Regions from separate parts of the Oryctolagus cuniculus genome. Here region 2 is linked to region 1. The links are chromatin contacts, called in public Hi-C maps. All regions are on one chromosome and are shown on one strand. Each heading gives the region's core, a stretch centred on a gene start, on an enhancer-like site or on the middle of the called end of the contact. The rest is flanking DNA. Distances are from core to core; before and after follow the strand shown.

What was found. A called contact is a pair of places that touch in the nucleus more often than the background predicts.
Region 2: a contact with region 1 is called in a Hi-C map of psoas muscle, with 2.3 times the contacts expected there. The contact joins the promoter of HERPUD2 here to the enhancer-like site in region 1. A contact is called at or near these places in 3 of 6 Hi-C or Micro-C datasets (psoas muscle, skin fibroblasts and an unstated tissue).

What each region holds. Positions count from the first base shown.
Region 1 is chr16:26,345,279-26,350,323 of mOryCun1.1, reverse strand. All of the region lies in intron 2 of HERPUD2 (HERPUD family member 2), which reads left to right. Among named protein-coding and RNA genes, the nearest start is that of HERPUD2, 56 kb to the left of the region's middle. Within about 2 kb of position 2,908, at least 4 of the 8 cell types and tissues checked have an H3K27ac peak or open chromatin away from gene starts, as enhancers often do.
Region 2 is chr16:26,400,962-26,406,006 of mOryCun1.1, reverse strand. HERPUD2 (HERPUD family member 2) reads left to right here and starts at 1,933. Exons shown (of 10, transcript XM_008261633.4): 1 at 1,933-2,047. It overlaps SEPTIN7 (septin 7), which reads right to left and starts at 1,865. Exons shown (of 12, transcript XM_070059718.1): 1 at 1,588-1,865.

The sequences.
Region 1 (5,045 bases), core at 1,659-4,158:
TCAAATTCTGAGTATTATTTCTCTTCTGGAAAGAGGAAATAATGCCTCCCTCAGGGTCAAGCTGTAAAAATAAAAGACAGTGTATGCAAAAAATCCTTGACATATAATAGAACTTTAATAAATGTAAACAGACTTCAAAAAGTTCATGGCGGTGGGGGGGTGTCAACAGTGTGGTACAGCAGGTTAAGTCACCACTTGTGATGCTGGCATCCCATATTAGAGTGCTAGTTCAAGTTCTGGTTGCTCTGCTTCCAATCTAGCTTCCTGCTAATGTACCTTGGAGGGCAGTGGAAGATGGCCCAAGTACTTGAGCCCCTGCCAACTCCAGGATGGAGTTGCTGGCCTCTGGCTTTGGCCTGGCCCAGACCTGGCTATTATCATTTGGGAAGACTAAACCAGTGGATGGAATATTTCTTTCTTTCTCTCTCTCTCTCATTCTGCCTTTTCAATGAATAAATAAATCTTCAAGAATTTCATGGAAATTAAATTAAAACATGTTTATTTATTGCAAATGTTTTGAAATCCATTTATAGTTTTTTTTTTTTTTTTTGACAGGCAGAGTGGACAGTGAGAGAGAGAGACAGAGAGAAAGAAAGGTCTTCCTTTTGCCATTGGTTCACCCTCCAATGGCCGCCACGGCCAGTGCACTGCGGCTGGCGCACCGCGCTGATCCGAAGGCAGGAGCCAGGTGCTTCTCCTGGTCTCCCATGGGGTGCAGGGCTCAAGGACTTGGGCCATCCTCCACTGCCTTCCCGGGCCACAGCAGAGAGCTGGCCTGGAAGAGGGGCAAGCGGGACAGAATCCGGCGCCCCGACCGGGACTAGAACCTGGGGTGCCGGCACCTCAAGGCGGAGGATTAGCCTAGTGAGCTGCAGCGCCGGCCCATTCATAGTTTTTTCATAATACTCATTTCCAGGAACTTTTTGAAGACCCCTCATCCAAGTTCACTAAATGATTCTGTTAAATAGTACAGGAAGTGGGTGGGTGTTGGAGGAAAAATTCTGGTGCTTTATTTTCCCCATTTGAAATTCTGCCGTTAAATTCCTTTTAGGTAGGACAGAAAACAGAACAGTGGTTACCACGAGCTTTGGGTGAAGGACAGGTTGTTTACAAAAGGGCAGAAGAGAATTTTGAGATAATTAAATTATCCTATGTTGTGATTGTGATGGTAACTACACAACTGTATGCTATGGTTAAAATCTATAGAACTATACACTGAAAGGATAAAATTTATTGTATATGAAATACACTTCAATAAATCTGGCTTTGAAGAATACTGTTATGATAAAATCTTAGCTATCTTAATTGACATTTCATCTCCTCCCAACCTCTTCCCTTTAGCTTGTCTCTTTTCTTGGTTCTTGAGGCTTTTTACCTTCTTCTTGCTAATTTGAATGCTTGTTTAGCTCTCCTGTAAGTTGTCATACTGGATTCTTTGTTTCCAGTCTCCCAACTTTGCTGCATATTTTATTCCCCTCTCTTGAATTGACACTCTGTTGAGCTAGGCTCAGCTGGGCTTGACAAACAAAATGTATGGCTGTCTCACTTGCTCTTTTTGTGCCCGCAGAGGTCTGATCAGGGCGGCTAATTATAGTGAGGGAGATAAGAGAAAAGCTGATCCTGAGTCCTTGTGTCAATGGCTAAACAAAAGTCCTTTAAAATTGCCTAGATTGTTCCTTCTTCTGTGAACGAAGGACTTGGAACAATTTTTGTGCTCAAAAATAAGTGTAACACAAGCCCACAGTACAACTGGTTATAGCTCCTTGTTGTAGCTTCTTTAAAAGATGTTCAGCTATTTGAGGATCCATGCTGATCACATGTCCTGAATTTTCTAGGACAGTCTGCATTTCAAATATTCCCTGCCAAGTTCTCTCTAAGACAGTGATGTTCAATAAAACAGACAAGTATCTTAATCTGGGTTCATGAAATAAAGCTGCTGGATTCATAATTTTTTTTCATTCATTCTTTATCTATTTTTCTCTTCTGTCAGTATTTACTGAGCACCTCCTACTGAGTGTCAGGCTCCCAGTAAGAGCTGGAGAGACTGAATAAATAAAATCATTCTTGAAATGCTAGTGTCATTTAGTCTCTGGGAGATGGAGAGGCTAACGAATGGGTCAAGATTCTCCAGGTAATAACTGCATGCAGGTACAGACCAAATATAGAACATCTTGTATACAGTATAATTTATTGAGACAATTTTAAACTTCATTGTATGTAGGTATTTGTTTTAATCATATACTAATATAAAGCTGTTTTCCAGCACCAGTATTAGGAAAATCTCATTAGACAACTATCTATAAAACACAGAGTACTTATGTAAATATATGACATATACACATACATGTCTGTTTTTTTTTTTAACTAGAAGAGACTGCACTCTCTTCCCAGTGCTCTTGCTAGGATAGCTTTTGGTTAGGAATCTTCCTCTGGCTTGACGACATTGCAGTTACTTCCCAAAGTAACTGAGTTCTGCCAAACGTCAGGGAACTGGCCCACACCCTTCCTGTTGCTCACACAACTCTGGGGAGCAGGCATTGTTGTCCCCATCTTATGAACTGGGGAGGTGGGGTGAGTTTTAGAGGGAGAGTGACCTGCCAGGGACTGCCAGCTAATTGGAGGCAGAGGGAGAACTCGTCGGTGGCTACCTGACTGCTCGCAGTGTGTGCTTCTCTGAGCTGCACAGCCCCTTGTTTTTGGCATGCTTTGAACTGTGTATCTGGCATGCATTTATTTAGATCTCTGTGGCCACCGGAAAGGAAAGTGAGAAAGAGGGAAGTAATTAGGATGCAGTTCCTGCCAAAGCAACCCTTGTAATCCAATATTCTCGCTGCTGCCAGAGCGATCCTTTTAGATGCCAATCAGGCCACGTGGCTTGGTTGCTCTCATTTCTGGGGCCCCGTCGGCCTTAGGCATACCAACCATTCCCATTTATCTGGCTGTTGGCCCCATGTAGCTGTACTCTGGAGCCACCCCAGCCTCGCAGGTCTCTTTTTGTCTTTTTCTCCTTGCTGTATGCTCTCTCCCGTGCCTGAGCCTCTGCTCATGCTCCCAGAAGCCCTTCTGTCTTCTCATCTACCAGTTCATGCCACCCCTGGATGTCAGTGCACAGTGGCCCCTTCAGAAAGCCTGAACCTCCTGCCTCAACCCTGTTGGCATACATCCAAATATGCACCTGTGTGCCCCTTTCAGAAGGCCATCACCAGACTGTAATTTGCAGACAGATGTAATCTGACACTGAGACTAATGTCTCCTCCAGGAGACGGTGCTGGGAGGGCAAGGCCTCTGAAGCTTTCCTCATCATTTCCTTGGCACTTAGCACGAGAGTAGGCACTCATAATATATTCTTGGAAGAAATAAATCCTTCAGATCCTTCAGATCTCCTGTCACTCCCACGAGATTAGGATGCCTTGTCCTATCTCAGTGGGACCCTGAGCTTCTCTTGTCTAGTCTTGTAATTTTATGATGGGCTGGGCTGATTATCCTCGAGATGACGCATCTTCTCCCCTGAGGGGCCCCACAGCCAGGGTCTGTGTGTACGTTCTTCATGATTCAAGTTCAGCATGGTGCCCTCAATAAACTTTTGTTGAAAGAATGAGTTTGAGACCTATTGCTTTAAAAGGGAGTGATTTGAAAGTCAGTATGTAAAGACTACAAAAATAGGTAGATATCTACTAATTCAAATTTATTTTAATTTATAAACCATGCAGTAGTGTTATTAGCAACTTCCAAGTTGAATAAAATATTCTTGCCACAAACAATTCCTAAGGGAACCTTCTGCACCGGCCCGACTCCCCTTCCTATGACAGAATTAGCTCTTTGGCCATGAGAGTAAGTTGCTTCTATTGTAGGCAAAGGCTAACTTTCCACGAGAAGGTTAAGTTTCAGGAGCCCTCCCAGGTAGAGCCCTGTCTAAGGCCTTTGATGGGAGGGATCCTTGCAATGTGTGCAGAGGGTCAGATGCTTTTGTAAAAGTGGCAAAAGTGAGAAACTTAACATCACAGTTAGTTAAGGCCACTGTGTCACTGCACTCTGGTCTCCCTTCTGCCATCTTATCAGGGAATTCAAGTGGTCAGGAGTAGCTTGGGTGGGTAAGGGGAAGTTGAATTGGGGACACATTTGGTTTAGCTTCAGTGGAATCTATGTGTGTGATTTAGAGATACTTCTGTGCATAGTCAAGTCTTTGCTAGTAATTCTAGTGTCAGAATGACATCTAGGAAGAGCCGTACTGCCCACTGTGACAACTCACCTGTTACTGTGACAGTGTAGAAGACCCTTTTGCATCCTGTGCTTTGGTGCTGGAGGTGAGAGGTTATTTGGGGTGACTTCCTGATTTCTTAAAAATGAGCTTTTGATTTTCATTCTCTCGGTCCATCCAGTGGCGGGGCTAACCTCTGATTCCCAGCATTATCAGTCTGAAATACCTGGAGAGGCTTCTCTTCTGGCTGAACTCTGATAGGGACACATAAGCTCTGCCTGTGGCATGTATGTCTTGCATGGCAGAGCCATCTATCTAGTCACCTTCCACATCATTAACCTTCTCTCTTCCTTGTCCTTCTGATATACCTTGTGGCTCTTGGAATTCATAGGCTGAAAGTTTGATCCTGTCTCTCCAAGGTTCAAAATAATATTCCCAAAACCGTGACCTCTGAAAACACACTGATCCTAAGAGTAGTAAAAGGAAGGCAACAATGAGAAGGAAGCAAAGAGAGAGAATAAATGAGGAAGGTCAAGAATTGGGAATTGGGTGATCAGGGTGAGCATTTGGCTCAGCAGTTAAGTTGCCTCTTGGGACACCTGCATCCCATGTTAGGGTACCTGTGTTCAAATCCCAGCTCTGTTTCCAATTCTAGCTTCTTGCTAATATATACTCTGGGAGGCAGCAGGTGATAGCTGAAATAATTGGACTCTTACCACCCACATGAGAGACCTGGATTGAATTTTTGGCTCTTGATATTGGCCTGACTCAGTCCTGGCTATTGTGGGCTTTTGAGGAGTGAACCAACAAATGGAAGATCTCTCTGTCTCTCTCTGTCTCTCTCTCT
Region 2 (5,045 bases), core at 684-3,183, 57 kb before region 1:
CATAGTTGTGTACCAAATGCCTTCCACATTTATGTCATAGCTCCACTCAACCCTACCTCCTCTAGCCCCACCCACTGAACAGCTGGGTGGGATGAAAGATTGTGTCCTGCCCACCCTCTGCCACCGCCCCATCACACCACCTCTTGCCTCCTTCCCTTGCTGTTAAAAGAAAAGGAATCCAGGCAGCACTGACACAGAAACTGTTCCTGCCCATCCTTCAGCCTATGAGAATTCCATGAATGTCATGGCTACCTTTACACTTAAACCCAACTTGAGCATAAACTTTAGGGGGAAAAACAACAGACTATACACATCACCTGCAGGTCGGAAAATATGTGAAACAAGTGAAATGCTTGTGTATCCAGACTGTCTGTTCATTTATATTCTAAAGGGCACTCAGGAAGATATTCTTTCATTTCAAATAACAAAGCCAAAAGAAATAACTGTTAAACTGGCAATAAACTGGCAAGAATGTAAATAATAAGTTATTATTTCTGTAACTAAGCAAACACCTGGACAACACAAAGTCTTTCCCCACGACTATGAAAACCAGATTTGAAACTGTACTCTGAAAAAGTAACTTAGCAAATGGGTTGCTCATTTCATATTATGGAGTATGAAATGGAACTCGGGAGTGGAAAATGTGAATGAATTGGTCTGCTCTTTTTCCAATATGTGGGGGAGGAAAGGAAATGAAGGACTTCTTAGGAGAATAACTAAGAATACTTAAAGTAGACTCAAAAATTAATTTTCTTAAACTTTACCAGTCTGTAGCCCCGCTTCCTCCCTTTCCCAGGGACCCTTCCCATCCTTTCCACCTCCTCCGGAGGGCGCCCTTCCCAGACATTCTCTTCTCCCTTTTCCTAAAAATTATGCCCAAATCCCAAACCAAGCTTCCGATCCTTGGTCCACAAGACCTGCCCGCCCTCCACCGGCCCTCCGGCAGCGCCAGGGGAAAGGCAACCCCAGAGGCGGGGAGGGGAAGGCGAGCCAGCGACGCGGGCTGCTGGAGCTGCAGCGGCCGCCGCCTCCACCGCAGCCCCAGCCTGGTGCATCCTTCTTCCTCCCTCCGCCGCCGCCCTCCTGGGCCGGCCCACTCGGCACCCGCGCCCCGGCGCGCACACATCCCCACCCTCGCCGCCGGGCCCGCTCCCCGGCCAGGAGACCGCCGCCGAGGGTGCTGCGGCCCGCGACGTGAGGACGCAGGGCCGCGGGGGCCAGCGGGCCCGGGAGGAGCCGAGGGAGGCAAAAGGGCTCTGCGAAGGCGACCCCCTCGGGCTGCTCCGAGCGCGGAGGCCGCGGCTCCGCTCTCCCCGCGCCCCGGGCCCGCCCGCCGCGGCACAGGAAATGCCGCCGCCTCGGCTCTCCTCACGTTCAATTCAAACTGTCACCGCCGCCGCCTCCCCTCCCCCCGGGCCCGCCGCCGCCGCGCCCCGGGCCCGCCGTCGCCCCCCACCCCTTCTCCCCTCACCAGTGCCCCCCGCCTCGCCCCAGGGCGTTCCCCCGGCCCGAGCCAGCGGCCGCGATGCCCCCTCGGCGTCCGGAGCAGCAGACCGCGAGTCGTGGCGGCCCAAAGCTGAGACTCACCCATGGTGCTGCTGTTGACGCTCCTCTCCTCAGCAGCAGCGGATCTCGCACTGAGCGACATCCCCTCCCCCCTCCGCGACCAGCCCCGGCGCAGCGCAGCCCGCCGATTCTCCAAAGCCGCCTACGCAGAATTCGCGGCGTAGCCGCTCGGCGTCGCTGCCCTGCTTACGCACGCGACAGCAGGCGGACTCCTCCACTGGCTCTCGCCCTACTCCGCTCCCTCCTCCGCCGCCCGCCTCCTCGGACGAGGCTTCCGGGCTGAGCCGAGACAGGCTTCGATCTCGCGAGATCAGCTCCACCGCTGCCCCGCCGCTTTGCTCCATTTCGAGCATGACTTCATTGGCGTCAGCGCCGTGTTGCTGCTCGGGTTTGGCCGCCATGTTTCAATTGGCCGGATTTGGCAACCCTGTCCCGGGGTCAAGGATAGTCGAGGCGTATTTTTTCGACACTGATTCTTAAGGTTAATCATGTCACATTTCCCGCTGAAAATTCTGGGGACGCTTAGAGGGAGGGGTCGGTGCGGTACGAGGGTGGGGTCTTGCCCGGATTAAAGATGGCCGCCACCAGGGCCGCCCCGCGTAGTTTCACGTCAGGTTTTGGAGCTGCGGGAGCCGCCGGGTTGGCCTCAGCGCCTCTTTACGGAATTGGCGTAAGGCAAAGAGGCGCTGCTGGAAGAGCCAGACGGGGAGACTTCCCTCAGGGCGGGGACCGCATCCGCGCCCCAACTAAGAGCTGCCGACCTGCGGTGGTTTTGTGAAAAGAGGCACTTCGGGGCAGGTGTCTGTACCCGCATCTATCCCCGCTGCCTCGGCTTCCTTGACTTTTGGGGTGGAGAGTGAGAGTAGGCCTCCCTGGTTGCCCCTAAATTTCCTGGCGCTGTCACTTGCTGGCGGCCTGGCACAGCCCAGAGGAAGGCTGCCGCAGCCTCCACTGCGGACTCCCGCTGGTGTTGGGTCACTTTGATGTGCCCGCCTCTGTCCTCGGTGAGCTCACACCGTAGTTGAGGAAATGAATGGACACGCCGCGAAACTTGGGTTACCCCGTGAAGAGTCACGGGGGTTAACCTGTTATCTTGTACTGGAGCGGGGAGTATCCGTACCTGTTGGAGCCTTCCCAGGTGCATCCTAGTGAAAGTCACTCACTGTGTCCCAGGGGCACAGGCAGGGTTTTCTGTACCTTTCTTGAAGCTGATGGCCCTCTTCCTGGTGTAGTTCATGAACGTGAATGAGCTTTCCTGTTACACTATAAGGGAGTTTTATATACATACATATACAAAGTTATACGCAAGTGTTCCTAGCGGCGTAGTTTATATTAATAAAACAATAAGTGTCCACTAATAGGGTGAATGAATAAGTTACATTGTTGGACAAAGTTACAATACTAAATGAAAGCAATGAACTAAAGTTACTAATATAAATAGAGAGAGAATTAATAATTAACATAATATGGAGGGTACAAGTTGCAGAAGGGGGTATGGTATATCATAAATAAAAGTTTAAACATAACGTGAGGTCAATGTCGTTTAAGGAAATGATAGGGAACAAATTCAGAATAATGGTTACTTGCAGAGAAGAAGAGAAAGGAATGTAACAGGGAGGGTTCAGTTGTATCTATAATGTGTTCTTTTCTACCTAAAGCATGTGCAGAAAATGTGGTAAAGTGTTAAGATTTGTTAAAACTATGTGGAAGGTACATGGATGCTGAATTGTTATTATAATAAATATTTCCAAATAATTTTTAAAGGAAGAACATTTTTCCTAACATAACTTATTTTGATGTGTTAATAAGTTTGTATTTTTACTAAGTTGCTCATAAAGTCTGTTTTAAATTTCCAGAATTTCAAAGGAGCATTTTACTTTGGTAAATTTTATTACTAAAAACAAACAAAACCACATTGCAGCAGGGAGGATACACAGGGCCTCTGGAGTTAGATTGCCAGGGTGCCAGGGTGCAATCTCTGCTCATCATTTATTTGACATGTGATCAAGAATAAGTTACTTAACATTTTTGGGATCCAGTTTCCTCATCTGTAAAAGGAAATAATACTTCTAATGAGTTTTGTGTGTGTCTTAAAGAAAATAATACATGTGCCCAGTGTGTAGTAAATGCTTAATAAATGTTACCTGCATGTAGATCCATTTAAGATATAAATAAAACCAAATGTTATTATTAATATAGTATGATAGTCTATAAAGAAGACAATCTTTGCCTCCCATCCCGAGACCAAAAGTTTGAGAACTGCTGCACTAGCACATACTGTTTGTTCAGTGCAACTGTGTAAATGATCAGTGACTATTAGTTTTCCAAAACTCAGACACTTAGCTACTTAATGTTTCCTTCATTGACAATTTTCTCAAAATGCCCAGACTTCGGGGGGCACTTGGCACAGTGGTTAGGATGCTGCTTCAGATACCCCCATCTCATATTGGAGTACCTGGGTTTAAGTTTTGGCTCGAGTCCAGGTACCGTAGACACTGGGAGGCAGTAGGTGACGGCTGAAATAATTGGGCCCTGCCGCACATATGGGAGTCCTGAATGGAGTTCCTGGTTCCTGGCTTTGGACTGACCTAACCCTAGCTGTCACAGGCACTTGGAGAGTGAACCACTGGATGGGAGCTCTCTGTCTCTCAGCCTTTCAAATAAGTACAAAATAAGTTAACTCTTTTTTTTTTTTTTTTTACAAAGCCAGACTTCATATCTGAATAGATTAAAATAAATCTTAGTTTCTGAAAATGCAGAAATGCAAGTATTTTTTAGGTGAATGTGCTTTGTCAGCTATGTAATATAATATATTCTTGTATTAGTAATTGTCTATGATTAAGTATAGACCAACATTCTAGCTTTAGTAGGACAACCAGGATCACCTATAATAATCTGGTAGTTGACCTCAATATAAAATTTTTCATATCCATTTCACATCAATCTGATTTAATCCATATAATAATTTTATTAAATATTTATTAAATGAGAAAACCAGAGTTCAGAGAAGTGAAGTGATTTTGCTTAAGATTTTGAAAATGTATGGGCCTGAGAGAAGGTTCAGAGAACTCATATTTTTCCAACATATGAGACCTCAGGTGAAGAGATTTGTTTCTCTGTTGTCCTGAACCTATCCTACATTTGCTATACATTTAGTCTGGTGAGACAGTAAGATGGTTATTAAAATTTACAGATACTTTTACCTGCATTGCAAGCACCTGTGAGTGTTATTAGGTCTAAATGAATGTTCTCCTTGAGGGCCAACTCAGAAAGTAGAGTAGAAAGGAAATGTCACCTCTCGTAGAACAGATCTGACCTGTTTTCTATACTACCAAAAATTAACAGGCATTGCCAAATGAGGGTGGAGCTTGAGATTTCAGATATGTGTGAACTGAGTTAAGCAATCTGCAGTGTTTCCTTAACAGTAATCTCCAGGTATCCAAAGTGTCCTAAGTGCTTTGTATTTCTCCTTTTAAGGT